2 separate regions of the Rattus norvegicus genome follow, and region 2 is linked to region 1. The links are chromatin contacts, called in public Hi-C maps. All regions are on one chromosome and are shown on one strand. Each heading gives the region's core, a stretch centred on a gene start, on an enhancer-like site or on the middle of the called end of the contact. The rest is flanking DNA. Distances are from core to core; before and after follow the strand shown.

What was found. A called contact is a pair of places that touch in the nucleus more often than the background predicts.
Region 2: a contact with region 1 is called in a Hi-C map of liver, with 2.5 times the contacts expected there. The contact joins two enhancer-like sites. A contact is called at or near these places in 4 of 12 Hi-C or Micro-C datasets (hepatocytes, kidney and liver).

What each region holds. Positions count from the first base shown.
Region 1 is chr16:71,867,882-71,875,639 of GRCr8, reverse strand. It overlaps LOC108348411 (a long non-coding RNA gene), which reads right to left. Exons shown (of 5, transcript XR_005494965.2): 5 at 5,167-7,758. Among named protein-coding and RNA genes, the nearest start is that of Rpl21l3, 50 kb to the right of the region's middle. Within about 2 kb of position 2,914, at least 17 of the 93 cell types and tissues checked have an H3K27ac peak or open chromatin away from gene starts, as enhancers often do. A contact at or near this core is called in hepatocytes and liver, where this site is marked.
Region 2 is chr16:71,906,632-71,914,389 of GRCr8, reverse strand. All of the region lies in intron 2 of LOC134482408 (a long non-coding RNA gene), which reads left to right. It overlaps LOC108348412 (a long non-coding RNA gene), which reads right to left and starts at 6,936. Exons shown (of 5, transcript XR_010058460.1): 1 at 4,828-6,936; 2 at 4,379-4,436. Within about 2 kb of position 3,844, at least 7 of the 93 cell types and tissues checked have an H3K27ac peak or open chromatin away from gene starts, as enhancers often do. A contact at or near this core is called in hepatocytes and liver, where this site is marked.

The DNA.
Region 1 (7,758 bases), core at 1,665-4,164:
ACAGAGCATTGGATCTTCTTTAATTCTAATTCTCTCAGCCAACCATAGGGCCTCATGGAGTCTGCCATCCTGGCCCACCTGGAAAATGATGTTGCAAGCCTACCGACCTGAGGTAACATCTCTCCCAGCTCCAGGCAGCACCCAGCTCCTCATGCTGTGCGTGGCCTCTGCATGGCCATCTCTACCCTGACTTCATGCCGGGCTCCAGGGTTCTTCTCTAAAGTGTCTCTGTTTCGCTCCCTCTCTCCACATGCAAAGCCTCAGATGACTTTAAATCCTTTCTGTCCCCTTTGTATTTCCAGCAAGTTCCAGCAGTACATGTCCTCCCTGGGATCTCCCTGAACTCTACTAAATGTTCAAAATAAGCCACAGAAAGAACACTATGGTTACTTAATGGCCAAAACAAGGAAGCCTGGCCCTGCAGCAGAAGTCTCTTCCTCTGCCTCATGTGTGGCCCCAGACTTGAGTTCCTCAAGGTTGGAAGGGTGTCTCTTTCTCACCACCCTGCAGGCAGCACCATGCCTGGGACACAGCAAGGGTTCACAGACTGCCTGTATCAGGCAGGTGGACCTTAGAAGTCCTCATCCATCTCCACGTGTTCTCCAACCACGGGGAAAGAGAGCGGAAAATAGACAAGCAGGCAAGTGTTTAGGGGGGTGACCACTTCACTCCATCTGGCTGCTCTCTGTTTTTAAACCTGTCTGCAGGTTTTCCATTTTTAAGCCTGTCTGACTCCCATCTTTCATCCAGCCCTGCTCTCCAACAGCTCTTGAGAAACAGGCTGCAGACTACAGACAGAGAGCGGCTAATTCAGGAAGCAGTGCCCAGCCCAACAGGGTAGGCAAGCAGCAAGAATTTAAAGGGTGAGGGTCATAAGTCCTTGATGGCCCTTCTTCTCACCAGAGCTAGAAGCTCCCCTGTCAGGGAATACAGCCCAACTCTGTATGGCCGAAGAGGAAATTCACAGCTAGGTAATGAAGCACCTACTAGCATGTGTGAGACCCTGGTCTGTGTCCCCAACACCTTACGCATACCTGAAGAACAATGTACTGACCGAATTCATACTAAGGTGTAGATAAAGCTGCTTTTGTGGCAGCTAATTGATGAGGATGCGCCTTCCAAGGAAGAGACAGGCTCAGAGGTAAATATTTGGGGGAAGACAGCATTCTGCAAGTGGCCAGGAGAGGGAAATCTGGCCCCAGCCCTCCCCGACGGCTCTTAGCAAAGCCGTCCGTTCTGTTTCTTTGAGTATAATTTGCACAGCTATAAAACAGAACATTTCAACTAGATAGTCTCCAAGAACCTCTCAAGATCCTATTACAGTTTTTCTGCCAGCCTATTTGGTAGTGTGTTCCTAACCCAGCATGGTGGCGTGCACCAACTGTTCGTCAGGAATGTGCCTCAAAGTCCCCATTGTTCAGAGAGTGAGTCAAGCAATACCTACCAGGAAGCTTTAGAAACTAAGGTCATCACAACCTTAAGAAACAGACTGCACTCCTGACGACAAGCGGGCAGTCCCGAAGGAGGAGCCACGGGCTGACAAACACTGTCCCCCATCACGTGGACAGCACGTGGAGAATACTGACAACCTCGGATGGCCATGACGTCACCAGGCAATACCTGGAATGGGCCTGCCCTCATGTGAGTGGCCTGTTGTTGATCAAAGCACCACTTCTACTCCTTCGGAGTAAGAACAGGAACTCGGTGAGAGGAAAATAACCCTTGTAGCCCTTTGTGTGAGGTGGCAGTCGCCCTCTGATGAGTGCGGCAATTGGCCGTTGTGGTTCACCTATAATCTGATTTGCTCTTCTCGGTGCGAAGTCTCGTTACCCATGTGAAGTAAGCGAAGCAGGAATAATTGTCCTGGTGCGTGCGCTGAGAAAACTACTTTCAGATGAGGGAATGAAGCCGGCTACGTGGCAACATGGGAACACAGTTCGGGCATTTTGTTCTGTTCCGGTCCCCACTATGCTACCGCTGCCTCTCTCTTCTATTTCCTACCTCTGGCTCAGATTTGAAAGCAAAAGCTGGGGGAGATGAATCCCGGAAGGAACCCTGGCCTAACGCTACCTGTGAGCTCTGCCTGCTAACTTCTACACCATTACCTAGGAGCAGAACCCAGCCAAATTCCCGCTAGCTACTACTGTTCCTTGTACAGCAACCTGACCCCACAACTCTGCTAGCAGCAAGATGGGCTAGCTCTTCCCATTCTGCGAAGCCAAAGCCAAGCTTAACTCTGGAATTGCAGAACTGATGGACATTTGCTCTGGCTAATCAATCAAGGCAGGTAGAGGTTAGATAAGCACCACACAACCAAAAGAGGCGGGCAGAGACCCAGGAAAGACAGAGGGAAGGAAGCAGGAGAAAGGAGGAGGAGGAAGCAGTGAGGGCCAGGAGAAAGCTGCTATAATAACAGGGTAATTGCCCTGTTTAGGATTACACTCTGCCAGCATTTCACTAAACTTTATGACACCCAATGACAAGTTAATAAGCTAGATACCTCACTGTGCCTTTAACAGATGCCCGGAACCTCCTTGTGTAGGGAGGTAACCTTCATCCCACCTCAGCTCAGGAAAAGAAAAAAAAAAGACACCTCAAGGTGTTGGGGATAGGAAGCCAAGAAAGTGGGGAAACTGGTTATTTCTGTTGTCAAAATGGCCCCAGCAATAAATCACCATTAATAATACTGACATCTATCAAAGAGGAGCCGTGGTTGCCAAGGCCTTTGAAGTAGAAGCACCTATAATTTCCTACCTGTAAAAGGTAGCTTTGTGCGTGTGCTATGCTGGAGCTGACACGGAAGAGAGGTGAAGCAGTTCAGAACTCCGCCCCCCATCCTGTAGCAATGCAGTGCAGAGCAGAGGGCACAGGCAGTGCCCTCTGCCCTGTTGCCCATGTCTGGCCCGACTCCTGTCTCTTCACAGGCTTCAAGCTGAGGCCAGTGAGGTTCATCAACCCAGGTGGCTGAGGATTAACAGGGAGGGACTGGATCCAGGCAGATCCAGAAGCCTCCAGGCCTATCACCAAGCCAGCTTTCCCCAGATGAGGAAGTGTTACCCTCCATCTACCTAGTACGTAACCTCCAAGAAGGCAGGCCTGGGTAGCAGAGGGCTATGGAGGGTGGGCTCTCAGAATGACTGTGTGGATGGGGAAGCCTCCTTCTCAGCGTCCCCAGAAAGGACAAAGGGGAAGTCTGAGAAGAGCTGGTGCCGGTTCCCTCTCAGTCGCCGGCATGTTCTTCAACAAGTCTCAGAAGGGAACTAACATGCCCACATCTTACCCAGAGTGGGAGGATCCCCTGCTCCTGTCTCCCAGTTGGGTCCTCTTTAATGTGACTTGGACTGAGACTCCCAATGTGCCTCTAAAGTAAACATCTGTTGGGACAAACTTTGCCCCACTGTGCATCTAGGAAATTAATACGAATGAGGAAACCCATCATTTGCTCAGGGTCAACAACTAGCAAAGGCCCACGCCCACCATCCAACAGGCTTTGGATTAGACTGCAGAGATTCTCAACCTGTGGGTCGCGACCCTCTCAAGGGACCCTTTCACAGAGGTCACCAAAGACATCAGAAAACACTGATATTTACAATTCATAACAGTAGCAGAATTACAGGTATGAAGTAGCCTCAAAAATACTTTATCGTTGGGGGTCTCAACAAATGATGAACTATATTAAAGGGCCGTAGTGTTAGGAAGGTTGAGAACCACTGCCTTGGGGTGTATGAGTTCTGAATGTGTTTACCTGACCCCAATCATTTGTCTATGTAAGATATAAGCAGGACCAACACACACGTGCACACACACCTCTTATCCACGCACACATGCTGTACCCCTCTCCTGCCTTCCTCTGTCTCTTTCCAACAAGGGCCCCGGGTTCCAGAGGTGCCCTGAGGATGAGGTGGCTACAGTGGCTCTTAGGAAGACAGCTTATTGGCAGATGCAGAAGCAGATGGAAGAGAGGACATTTTTTTCTTTGAGGTCCAAAAACCTGTCAGCCTTCTTCAGCTGTCCTGGGACCTGACTGCTACCAACAGGGATTAGCGGCCCGGACTGTCCTGATCTCAGCCTCCAGCAAACCTAAGGAGCTGTTCAGCCCTGAGCTCCAAGAGTTTTGAGGAGCTACTGTGGCCTTTGGCCTCCAGGAATAAAGGAGTCCAGGATGGGATTCGGGTTATCTGTGTCCCTAAAGCCCTTGACCAATAGGGAGAGGGACACAGGTGTGAGGAACCAAGAACCCTGGGACCTAGAGACCCTCTGCTGGGGAAAATGTGAGGTCAGTTGGGGAGGAGGCCAAAAAGGGGTGGAGCGCTACCCTAGGAGTCACCTGTTTTTCTAAACATCATTACTCTGTTTCTCTGCACGATTTAGAGAGAAAAAATGGAGAACAAGCCACTTGGAACTGAGTCAGAAAGGAAGTGTGCCCAGCAGCCCTGAGGACTGTTGTCCCTCCTTGTTGTTGATACTGTTGCTCTGAGTGACAGGGCTGGTTGGCTGCCTGGTTACATTTTGTCCCTGCCCCCTCCCCGTTTCAGAAGTGACAGAAGCCCAAGAGTCTCTAACCAGCCTCACAGTTCTTCCCCTTGGCCCCTCTGGGACAGCAGAAAATCCACCGCTCTTGCTGATTGAAGAGAAATTCCCAAGGGCATGTACTGAGGTACAGCCTGTAATCCCAACAGCCAGACGCAGGCGGCCTAAGAGCTCAAGGCCAGCCTGGGCTACATAGCTATAGCCCCCTCCCTTACCCCCCCCCAAAAAAAAGGAAAGAAAAGAAAAAAGCACCCCGGAAACAAAGCTGCATCCAAGGCCACAGAAGTTGCAGGAGACATCAACTTCCAGCCAATACCAAAACTCTGCCTTTTAGTACAGCGGCCTCTGCCATGCAGAGCCAGGGCCACAGAAAAGCATTCTTTGAACAAATCCAACAGGCAGGATCTCTGCCCTCCGGGATCTGGAGTGCAGAAAGACATCAGGAACTCTTGCAAAGAACCCTAATAAACATGTAGCTACTCATCGTGCCTAACCAGCCAGGCTGTGGCCGACAAGCGGAAGAAGAAATACATATTTGCTGAGCACCAAATTGGGTCTAATGACCCTGGCCTGTCTCCCAGGGTCATCTTGAGAAATTGCTGATGTCGGAGGATGAGCGTAAGCAGCTGTTCTCCATTTGCACTCAACAAGAGAAAGGGGCCTTAAATTACAGCAGGAGGGAAGCAGGTTAAAAACACTCAGAAGGGCCGCCCGGCTCAGAGGCTTGGAGAGAGCAGTGTAGTGTGTTATCACGGGATCTCTGTAGACAGCCTCTTTCCACGGAGACTCTGCAGGGGAATGAGGATGACGATCTGCCAGGAGGCTGCATCAGGAAATTTATTAGGTCATTGATCCTCTTTCCTGGAGCCAGGGCTCTAGACTGTGTGCCCATGGCCCCAGGCATTGCTGGGCACCGGATGTCTTTGACAGCTCCTACCATCAAAAACACTGAAAGAGCCAAGTAGGGCGGTGCAGAAATTTAAGCCCAGCACTTGGGAGGCAGAAGCAGGTAGATCTCTGTGAGTTCAAGGTCAGCTTGGTCTATATATTAAGTTCCAGGCCAGTCAAGGGCTATATACTGAGACCCTGTTTCAAAAGAAGAAGATGCTGGAAAAGAGAATCCTCCAAGGCTATCAGGGCCAACCCTAAAATTTTGCCAGTAGTAGTCAACCATAATATCAAGAAGATCCAGTACAGCGATCAAAACAAATATTTACAGGGCAACAGCCAGAAGTGCATCCATAGCCCTTCAAGTCAGGTGAGCTGCCCCACAGTGCCAGCACGGGCAAACAGGTCTCCGGCTGTAACGTGCAAAGTGAACGGGAGACAACACAATCAGAGCATGCTATTACCATGGGAGAATCCACCCATTTTATAGATGGGAAGGCTGAGACCTGAACATAGGCCAGGCCTTACTGCTGCATTATCTGAAAGAGGAAATACCTGGTTAGGACCCTGACATCACTCACCAACTCAAGCAACTTCAGGAGAGTCATTTAACAGGCTGCAGCCTTTCTAAACTTCCGGAGCATTGAGGAAGTTAAACTTCACACACGGGGCACTGCCATCAACTCAGGACCATAGAGCAGTGACCACTGTCTCACAGTACTCATTCTCCAACTCTAGCTGCCTACTGCATGCCAGAAGTTGGTCATGTAGATTCTCAGGCAACCAGAAATAGCAAAGCTGCTTACCAACGTAGCAGGTCAGGAAATGGAGGGTGCTATTGGACAAGAAAGTTTGAGACAGGGGACAGAGCAGGAGGCTGAGGCCAGCTCTGTTGACCTTCCAAAGTGGTGGGGTCTTCTGTGATCCCTGGCCAGCAGGACAATGGATTGTGCATGCAGTGGAAAACCCGATGGGACAAAGCAGGTAGGTGGCTCCAGGTCCTCAGCAGCCTCCATTGCCACAGGTACCAGGCACTTGGCAGGTACCACTGGACTACACCCCTAGCATTTTATTAACACACACACTAGAGGGTGCCGCCGTGCCTGGATGGAGGGCATCTGTTGGACAGTTTGCCTTCTCAGCCCCACCCTGAGCTACTTCTCTGTCTGTTCCACCTCCTAGAACAAGACTTAGAGACACAACCTGAGCGGTTCTCACTCCCGAAGGTCTGGGTGAGCCTTCTCACCTCAATGAGATGAGACATTCACGGTTACTCATGTTTACAGAGGGAGAACCTAAAGGTCAGTGACGTCGGCCAATCTACCCTAGATGCACAAGGAGCTAGAGTGGCAAGTGTAAGGAGGAAACTCCAGGCCCTGAAGTCCTAAAGCCTCTGCCTTCCTGGGACAGTACCTCCAGTTTCCCATCATGCCTTTCCCTCCGAGTGCTTTTGAAGGTGCTTTCCAGTTCTGTTTGGTTTTGTACTCTTACTTCTTTTTCTGTTTTGTTTTGTTTCATGTTGGTTGTTACAGACTTCTCTTGCCGATGGCCACTGGGACCTGGTTCGTGCTAGCCAGGCCATCTGCCTCTGAGCTTTATGTCAACCTGGACTTCTGAGCTTCCAGGTCTGACCATCCCCTGACTCACTAAGAGGATACTGCCCTCCCTGCCACACCATCCTCCAGCTCTGAGATATGCTTGCAGAAAGGGCCTCTCTAAAGGAAACCTCACTAGCCCTGTTTAACTTTGAGACACCCTCCCCACCCATGTGAGGGCTTAGCCCATGGTGCCAGGCCTCCCAGGAATACCTCCAGGTTTTCAGGGCAATGGTGACACAAAGTGATTAGCCTTCGCATTCCTAATTCTAAACTAAGGATGCGAATGGGTCCATCACTAGTCTCCGTCTGGAATCCGGTGTGTTGATACAGCCCAGCCTGCTCCTGGTTAACACACTGCACATTACTGAGCAATAGCAGGCGCCTACAAGCCTTTGGGTTTAAAAATCATGGGACAGAATCACAGTCACAAGCTCAGCAAATCCTAGGATGGAAAAAGTAATTTTCTTCCAAAGTTCGAGTTACAGCGCTGGGTGTGAGCATATGGCCTTTGAATACTGTAAGGGCAGGGAGCTCACTACCTAACAGGGAGATTATCCCAACATTAAGGTCATTTGATTTCAATGTATCCTTCCTTGAGAAAAACCCAACCGGACACCACAGCTCCCACCTTTAGCCCCAAGTCTTACTCCCTCTCCCTCACAGCTGAGGGAATGTCTACATTCTGGGCACTCTACCCTGGGCAGCCCCAGCCGTGTTGGGTGATTCAAAGTAGTTTCCAGAG
Region 2 (7,758 bases), core at 2,595-5,094, 38 kb before region 1:
CATGATTAATGCTCCCAGTACATAATGGCTTTATGGGGGAGCCAGGCACCAACAGAGCCTCGAAGGAAAGCCATGAAGAAATCCCAGGGCGCCAGGGGCACCATTACCCTGCCTGGCCCCATATGGTTTCCACTCCACTTGGAAACAACTACACCCACCCAGACTGTGAGACAAGTGGCAGCAGATCAGGCTAGCCTCGGAGCCCGCTCCCCCAGGGCTGTGCTGCTCACCAAGTGACAGCTGATCCCAGGCACTAGGAAGCTGAGTCACAGACAAAGCACCTCACAGCTACCGCTGGTGTCTGAAGAGCCCCGTCCCAGTCACGTGACTGAAGGTTTATTGTGGAGAGGCCTACAAAGAGTAACAGCCAGGACACTCACACCAGTGTGAGGTGGAGGTGGTCCATACCGACACCTTTAATCACCAGAGGCTCTCCCTACAATGATTTAAATATTTACCAGCCACCAAGCTGTGCCCCCAGGCCCCACTGCGCATCTCTATGCATACTTTTGCATTTGCTACTCCCAACAATTGTGTGAGATATTACTCTGGCTTTCTGTACTTGAAGGATAAGGGAAAGGGAAGTAAAGGGCCTGCAGGCAAACTAGCACTGGGTAGACCAGGCCCACACAACCCTGTCTCTCTACTTCTCTATTCAGCTCCCTTCGGTACCATAACCTCTAGCCTCACCTCACAGGAGGGGCTAGATTGGGATTCACTGAGCACCACTTTCCCTAAGGAAGAAACCTCAGTCTTTGCTTTATCAGTCTCCTGTTCCTGCCCCAGGGCAGCAGACAGAACTGTAACCCGGACTCCCTGCCTCTTCCTGATGCCATGGATCTACTCCCATGGCATTGCCTTGGGCACTTAACCTCACCTGCTTTCTGTTTCACCTTCTGGCTGGGACAGAAGGAATGTTGGTGACAATAGCTTGACTGCTGGACCCCTGAGGACTGAGCATCCTGACCCTTGAGATCCTGATCAGTCTTTCCATAACCTTCACTGGCCAAAGCCTCTTTGCAAAGGGTGCCCAAACTCTGCTCCAAAGGAAGGAAACCCCATCCATGATCTGCTCATCTTCTCATAAATATGGGGGCAATTAACAGAAATCCCAAGCCCAAGAGGAATTCTTAGAGCCGTGTTCATCTTCATAATGATGAAGAAAACCCCTCAGGGGGCCTGAGTCGCTACAGGGGTAGCAGGCTGTTACTGATCTGATTAACTAGAGCTCCTTCAGAAACATACAGACGCCCTCCCAGCAGCCTTCCTCCCAACCCACCCCACTCCAAGGGCTTCTGCCATGGAGGCCTCCTGCCAGGCTACCACTGGGCATCAAAGAAGACTTGGTCTTCTGTCAGAGCACCAATGGACTCCAATTTCCAAGACCTCTATGCTCATTGTGAACTCCCTAACCAAAGGCGAGTCAGCATCTCATCAGCAAAGAGTTCCTTGCTGAGCACCATGGAAAGGTCAAAGGGGTCCTTCATCCCTGTGAAGCACTTGGGTCCTTACATGACATGATCCAACTTCTGGCTGCAGTGTTCCATACTTCTTAGTGGGTTTTCTGATGGTGGCTTCCTTTGTCATGGCCCAGGCATCTCTTGAAGCCCTCTTCTCTTGAGCTGACAACCCCATGTGAGTCAAGGAGACCTTGGCACATTGACTTACGAAGCCATAAAAATCTCAAGATTGGGACAGGCTACCCAGACATCTCTCCCGCCCCTCCTCAAATCTTCTCCCATCTGCCTTCAGCTCCTCTTGAGGCAAATATATAGTTTCTATTTCAACACGCTGTGCCCAGTGAAAGCTCAATAAATATTTATTGACGGTGGTACCCATGATGCATTAACAGCCACAGCTATAAAATTAAAGTTTCAGACAAGGAGAGACCCTGGTGAGAAGGAAACTGCTACATAGAGTTGGAAATTTCTCAAAGTGACAGGTGTTCACAAGCATATACACACATAAGACCACACGGTTCTCTACCAGGCCCATCCAGAGACTCAAGAAATACCCTCCTGAGGATACTCTTGCTTCATGGATGCCATGTTCCACTTCTCTGTGACCCACCATCTCAGCCTGTCAGGCTCTAGAGCTGTCTACATTTGTTTTCTTGTTCTTGAAGGAACAGGGGCCAACAAAATTCTTGCCATAGTGGAAATTGGGAGGCTAAGTAAGTCGAGGTCCAAGTGCTGGCTACTGCGTTGCCTGTCCTCCGTAGGTTTTTAGTCTATGACCAAAACTAGGCACAGAAGTGAATCTTTTCTCTTCATATGTTGATCGTCCAGATATTTGTTACAGTAACAGAAAGCTGACTGATGCAATAATTTACATTTTGAAGCAAAAGCCAGGGAGGGCCTCCCATAGATGAAGGGAGACTCAAGAGGTCTAAGGCCTTATGAACACAGACAGGGCAATCCCTGCCCACCCCGATGTGTTTATAGATATAAATATCTACTGCAGGTGTAAGAGACTCCATAGTCCTGTTTTAGAACCGCTAGTGTTTCCCTCATCAGGGCGACCTGCTTATCTAACAGTAGCACCAGATCGCTTAGCACCAGCCAGTCTCAGCTCCTCTGACTCCTAGTATAAATTCAACAGGGGGTGGGGATGGGAGCAGGGATTGATGCATCGGGGTAAAGGAATAAAGATGGGATCTCGTTAACATGAGTCCCAGAGTAGACTAGAAGTCAGTTAGGGGAGAGCCCTGCAACTCTGGAAACTCAAGGGAGGACAGACAGTTCATGAGCTGGTGAGGTTGGAGCTAAAGGGAAACTCAGCCAGCTTAAAAGAAAAAAAAAAATGAAGATAGCCTTCGGACAAGCGAGAGAGTCTGCGGATAGCATTAAATGAGCGAGATGATACGTGTGGCTCACTTCCTGGAAGCCTCGTCCATACCCAAAGACTCTTCCACTGGAGGCAGCCATTTTGAACCTGACTTTGCTTAGCCTAAAGTGTTATGGTGAAGGGAAGGCAGGACACACAACAGAAGCACAAAGGAACGAGCCAGCCATACAACCCCTAGATAGAATCTGGAGGAAACATGCCCACCCTGCCCTACCCGCTCCCTGCTTTAGCCCTTCAAGCAATAGAGCAAAAGATCCCTCAAGAAAGCTCAGATATCAAACAGATAAGGTCTGCCTCTCTCTCCTAGTAAACCCTCTGAACTCTAGACTGTCCTGTGTGTCCCAACTCTGGTCCCTGTGTGGCCAGTTCTCAGGAGCCTCTTATGTTGGTAATTGACAAGCAACTTGAGCTAAGAGGACAGAGGGACAACAAACATTTGGTGGCATTGCCTAGTGCCAGGCACTCTTCTTATTGGTATCCTCCCTCAGGAAGATCACAATGTGTCCACACACAGAAAGAGAACACCCACAGTCCATTTGGCAAGGCTCACTGGCCTCTTCCCAGCCTGACCTGGCTTCTGCAGCTGGTGAATGGTGTTCACATTTGTGCTGTATGTTCCTGCCCAGATGGGTGTCTGATCTTGTCCTGGCCAGTTTTTCCACATAAGGGGACCTGGTACACTTTTTATAGGAACCCAGTCGTTCCCTGGGGCCAGAGGCTAATGCTGCCCAGATGCAGGAAAACAGAAGGGCCATTCAAAAACAACCGAAACATCAACACACTTTGAAAGTGGTCTGTTAGCACTTGTCAGAAGCACAATAAAAACACAATGGGACCATCAGAAAGCAGAGGTATTCAGGCTTGAGAAACTTGGCTTTGATGACTTAGAAAAGCAAAACAAAGGGGCAGAACCAGTTCCCACTTGGACTGTGGCTTGTTTGCTCTGCTTATCTGAAGTCAGAGCTAACAATGCTCATCAAACCAAAAGACCTCAAGTTTCTCCTGTGCCACTGGCTCCTGGACAGAGCAGTATCACCTTCTGGAACTGGCTGGTGTCAGCATATGGCTCCTAGACACCTGTCTGGCCGTGCGTCTCTCAACTGTGACCCTTGACCCTCAGAACAGATCAGATCATTTGCTGGGATGGTCTTTTGCAGCTAGGGTGGTGGAGGGCTGGAAACACCGGAGAGCAACGCCACCCACTCCCTTCTCTACTGTAAGCTGCCCTATCTGTCACCAGTCAGCCAGAGCAGGACCAGGAGTTCTGCCGTTCTGCCTGAGGCCTGGCTGTTGACACATGGCTCCCGCCTCTGGAGCAAGAGGCTGGAAGAGAAATGTCACCATCGACCCTGCAGACACTGGACGCACACAGCCTTCAGTGTGCAAGGCAGATGCAGAGCAGGCGATGTCCTCATGTGAAACAAGGCTGCCCGCATGCCACAGTCACTCAAGGTCATTTCCCCACGCCTCTGCGGCTCAGGCACTGCTTAATTCCCACCATGGGCGCTGTCTCAGCCGTTGATCAAGTTACCTGCCGGTGACTTCAGTAAGCTTAGTCCATTCGGGTGCTGAAGGCCTGAATGTTGACTCTAAGAAGAAAAAAAACAAAAAAAAAAAAAAAACCAGGAGATTAGCCAGAGGGGTTGAGGACTTGGCATGCTGGCCGGTTGGGAGAGCGGGCTCTAAAAGCCCTGCTGGTCAGAGTGGGAACCTAGAGGTACAAGACATTGGATTGGGGGGACGGGTTGCTTGTTGTTGTTTGCTTGCTTTGGTTTTGGGGGTTTGTTCTGTTTTGGTTTGGGGCTCTTTGCTTTCATCCACATACCCTCTTGCTCCCCGTTTTTTTCATATGTACCCCGTTATCCAGTCTACTGGACCCATTGAGACACAATGAATCAGGAGACCCGACCGTGTTCTTCCTCCTTGCCTGAAAGAAATGGGGAAGGGGAACCGATGTTAGAACAAAGGAACAAAATCTACCTGGAATAGGAACCCTCAGTCTCTGCCTCAGGCCTTAAGACGGCCATCCACACTGCCGTAATCCTTCACGGCATTTGCCAGTGGCCTTTGCCAGCTCCTTCTGAATCCAGCGGTGGCTCTGGAACAGGTCGTTACCGATTCAGCAGTCATGGTAAAAACCAAACACCTATAACGTGATCCACATTCCTTTAACCACTTTAGACATCTGAGCAGGTTATGCTTGCCACCGAAGCCTCCATTTCCCGAGATGCCTTTCCGTCTAGCAGGGGCCGCCCAGTTCCTGTCTCCCTGAGCCAGGTAGGCATGGAGCAGCAAGCACCCAAGCAGCTTCACCGGGACTTTCCACAGGTGAAGGTCACCTTTCCATAAATAAGCCTGGGGTGGTAAAGGGGCGGAGGGGCACATAATTTTGAGTCAGGGAAAGCTATAATTCAAATCTTATCCCTACCACATGCTAGCTGTCTGCTTGCCAAAGGCTAGTTCTGGTAACCGCTGGAAGGACTGAAACCGATCGTGGTTAGCTAGACCTGGCTTTGAGACTGACAGAGCATGTGTGATAAGCATCAGCTGCTGGGCCAGCAAGACTGCTCTGTGGGTCAAGGCGCTAGTCACTGAGCCTGATGACCTGAGCTAGGGCCCTGGACCCACAGAGTAGATGGAGAGAATTGTAGCAAGGTGTTCTCCGGCAACCACACACATGCCTGCATGCATGCATATGACAGACACACACACACACACACACACACACACACACACACACACACACACACCACAAATCGATGGATAAAATCAAAACTAAGACCAGCGAGATGACTCAGCTGGTAACAGCACCTGCCACAATGCCTGACTAGCTAGCTCAGTCAGTCCCTGCCGCTCACCTACTGAGAGACTTAACCAACTCTTGCAAGTTGTTCTCTGACCTCCATGCCAGGGCTCTCACCCATAAGTAAATGTGATTTTTTTAAACCTTTTTTTAGATAAGTAGATAAATAGAAAAACGTATCAGCTCCCATGCTCTTAGCGCCGCCCACTACAGTTGGCGATCAATCAATAGGACAATATTCATTGGGTGCCAGTTGAGTTACCCAATATGGCAGGTGTTCCAAGAATAGACATAAACATGCCAAGGTCACTACCTTAGGGGAAGGCCCTAGGATAATGGAGACGATGTGGGGTGGGGGGAGTAAATAAGAAAATGCTACGCAGGAACGAACAGCGATATTATTATAAGAAAGCACCTTGTACTTGGGCAGGCCGGGGTTCACCAACTTCACACCACTGCTTACTGGCTCTGTGGTCTTGACCTCTGTCAGTCTTGACTTTTTCCCCCATTGGTAAAAGGAGGGAAATATTACCTCTCTCATGGATCTGTGGCCAAATCAGAATAAAGGACCATCACGTGTACTGTGGAGTTTGTTCCCACCTCGTAGAGGTGGTCTGCAGGTACACAAAACTTTTTCAAGCTGAGAGCTATCTAAATGACAGCTACTACTGTCTTGGGGAAGATAAGCTTCTGGAAGGAAGGACTCGGGACTGCCTTTATGTGAAGTGACACATTCCCAGAAGAACGGGCACGGCCCCATAGTCTTCAGTCTTAGCTGAGAGAGTTAATGCATGAGCAGTGTCAGAATCCACTCCAAGAAAGCTTCCTGAAAGAGGTGACGTAACCGGGTAAACAGGGTTCGCACTGAAAGGGGAAGGCCCAGGCACGCAGAAGAAATAAGACGGGGATTGGAGGGCGGGGTACCAGGCAAGAAAGAGCATTGAGTGGGACCAGAAACTTTGAGCAGTCCACGACAGGTCAGCTAAAAAAAACCTACCAGGTCAGGCAGAGGCCGACTGCAAGGTCTCCATCATTCAGAAGCCGATCTTGGTGTGACCAAACACAACTTGGGAAACATACCCGAGAGACGAGTGAGTATGTGACAAAAACAACTTCTATCAGCCCCTCCCAAGGCCTCCAAGTCGTTGGGCCTGAGCCAAGCCAGAGCACCAAAAATAACATTTCCCATGAGCCTTCCACCTCTGGGAATGTCCCATTCCATGGGTCCCTACTCCATCTGCCTGCAAGATTTCCAGCCCACTTGGAGAGCCAGACAACCAGTGAACTCTGACCCCATCCATCCCAGCAGGGGCCCGGGGAAGCATTTATAGCTTCAAAGGTCCTGGTAACTGTTAGCCAGTAACCTCCTCCCAACCCCCACCTCCCACCTCTTTACCCTCCAGGCCACAGAGGTCAGGCACTGGGGTCACACCTGGCCAGGCCCCCAAATTCCAAGGCCTGCCATCTATTCAGAGTCTGCCCACTGGCTCTCGCTACACACCTTCCCAACCCCAGATGTGGACTTAGAGGCTGGAGAAGACCGGGCCCATAGTAAAGAGACCCCTGAAAAGGATTTCTGTGGAAATGGGCTCCCGGTGGTTCGTTCTCACCCTGGAAGAACTGGGTAGAGACTGATGCCTAGACTATCAATCCTGCAGGTTTCAGTGACCTTTCCCTGACCCCCTGGCTGCTAAAGGCCGGAAGGCCAGTTAACGTTTACCAGCCCCCCTTGGAGTAGCATGCTAATAGGTACCCAGAGGGAGTGAGGTTCACAGAAGTGTCATAGCCCAGGCAGCCCTGAGCCTGGCCACCTCCACCCAGCAAGCCACGCCCAAGCTGCAGGCCAACTACCCACTCCTTCACTCCAGTCACAGGGAGTGTAAGGAGAAGGGCTCTGGGCCTACAAAAGCAACAGAGGCTTACATGCCCAGAGGATCTGCCACCACAGTGGACATGAGCTTTAGTCCCACCCCGTCTTCAATGTCCTCTGTAGATGGCTTTCAGGATGTTAGAGCCTCCCCACCACAGCTGCCACCACCACCACCACTTCCACCACCACCATCACCACTGCCAGGGTCTGGCCTACCACTTTAAGATGAGCAATGATA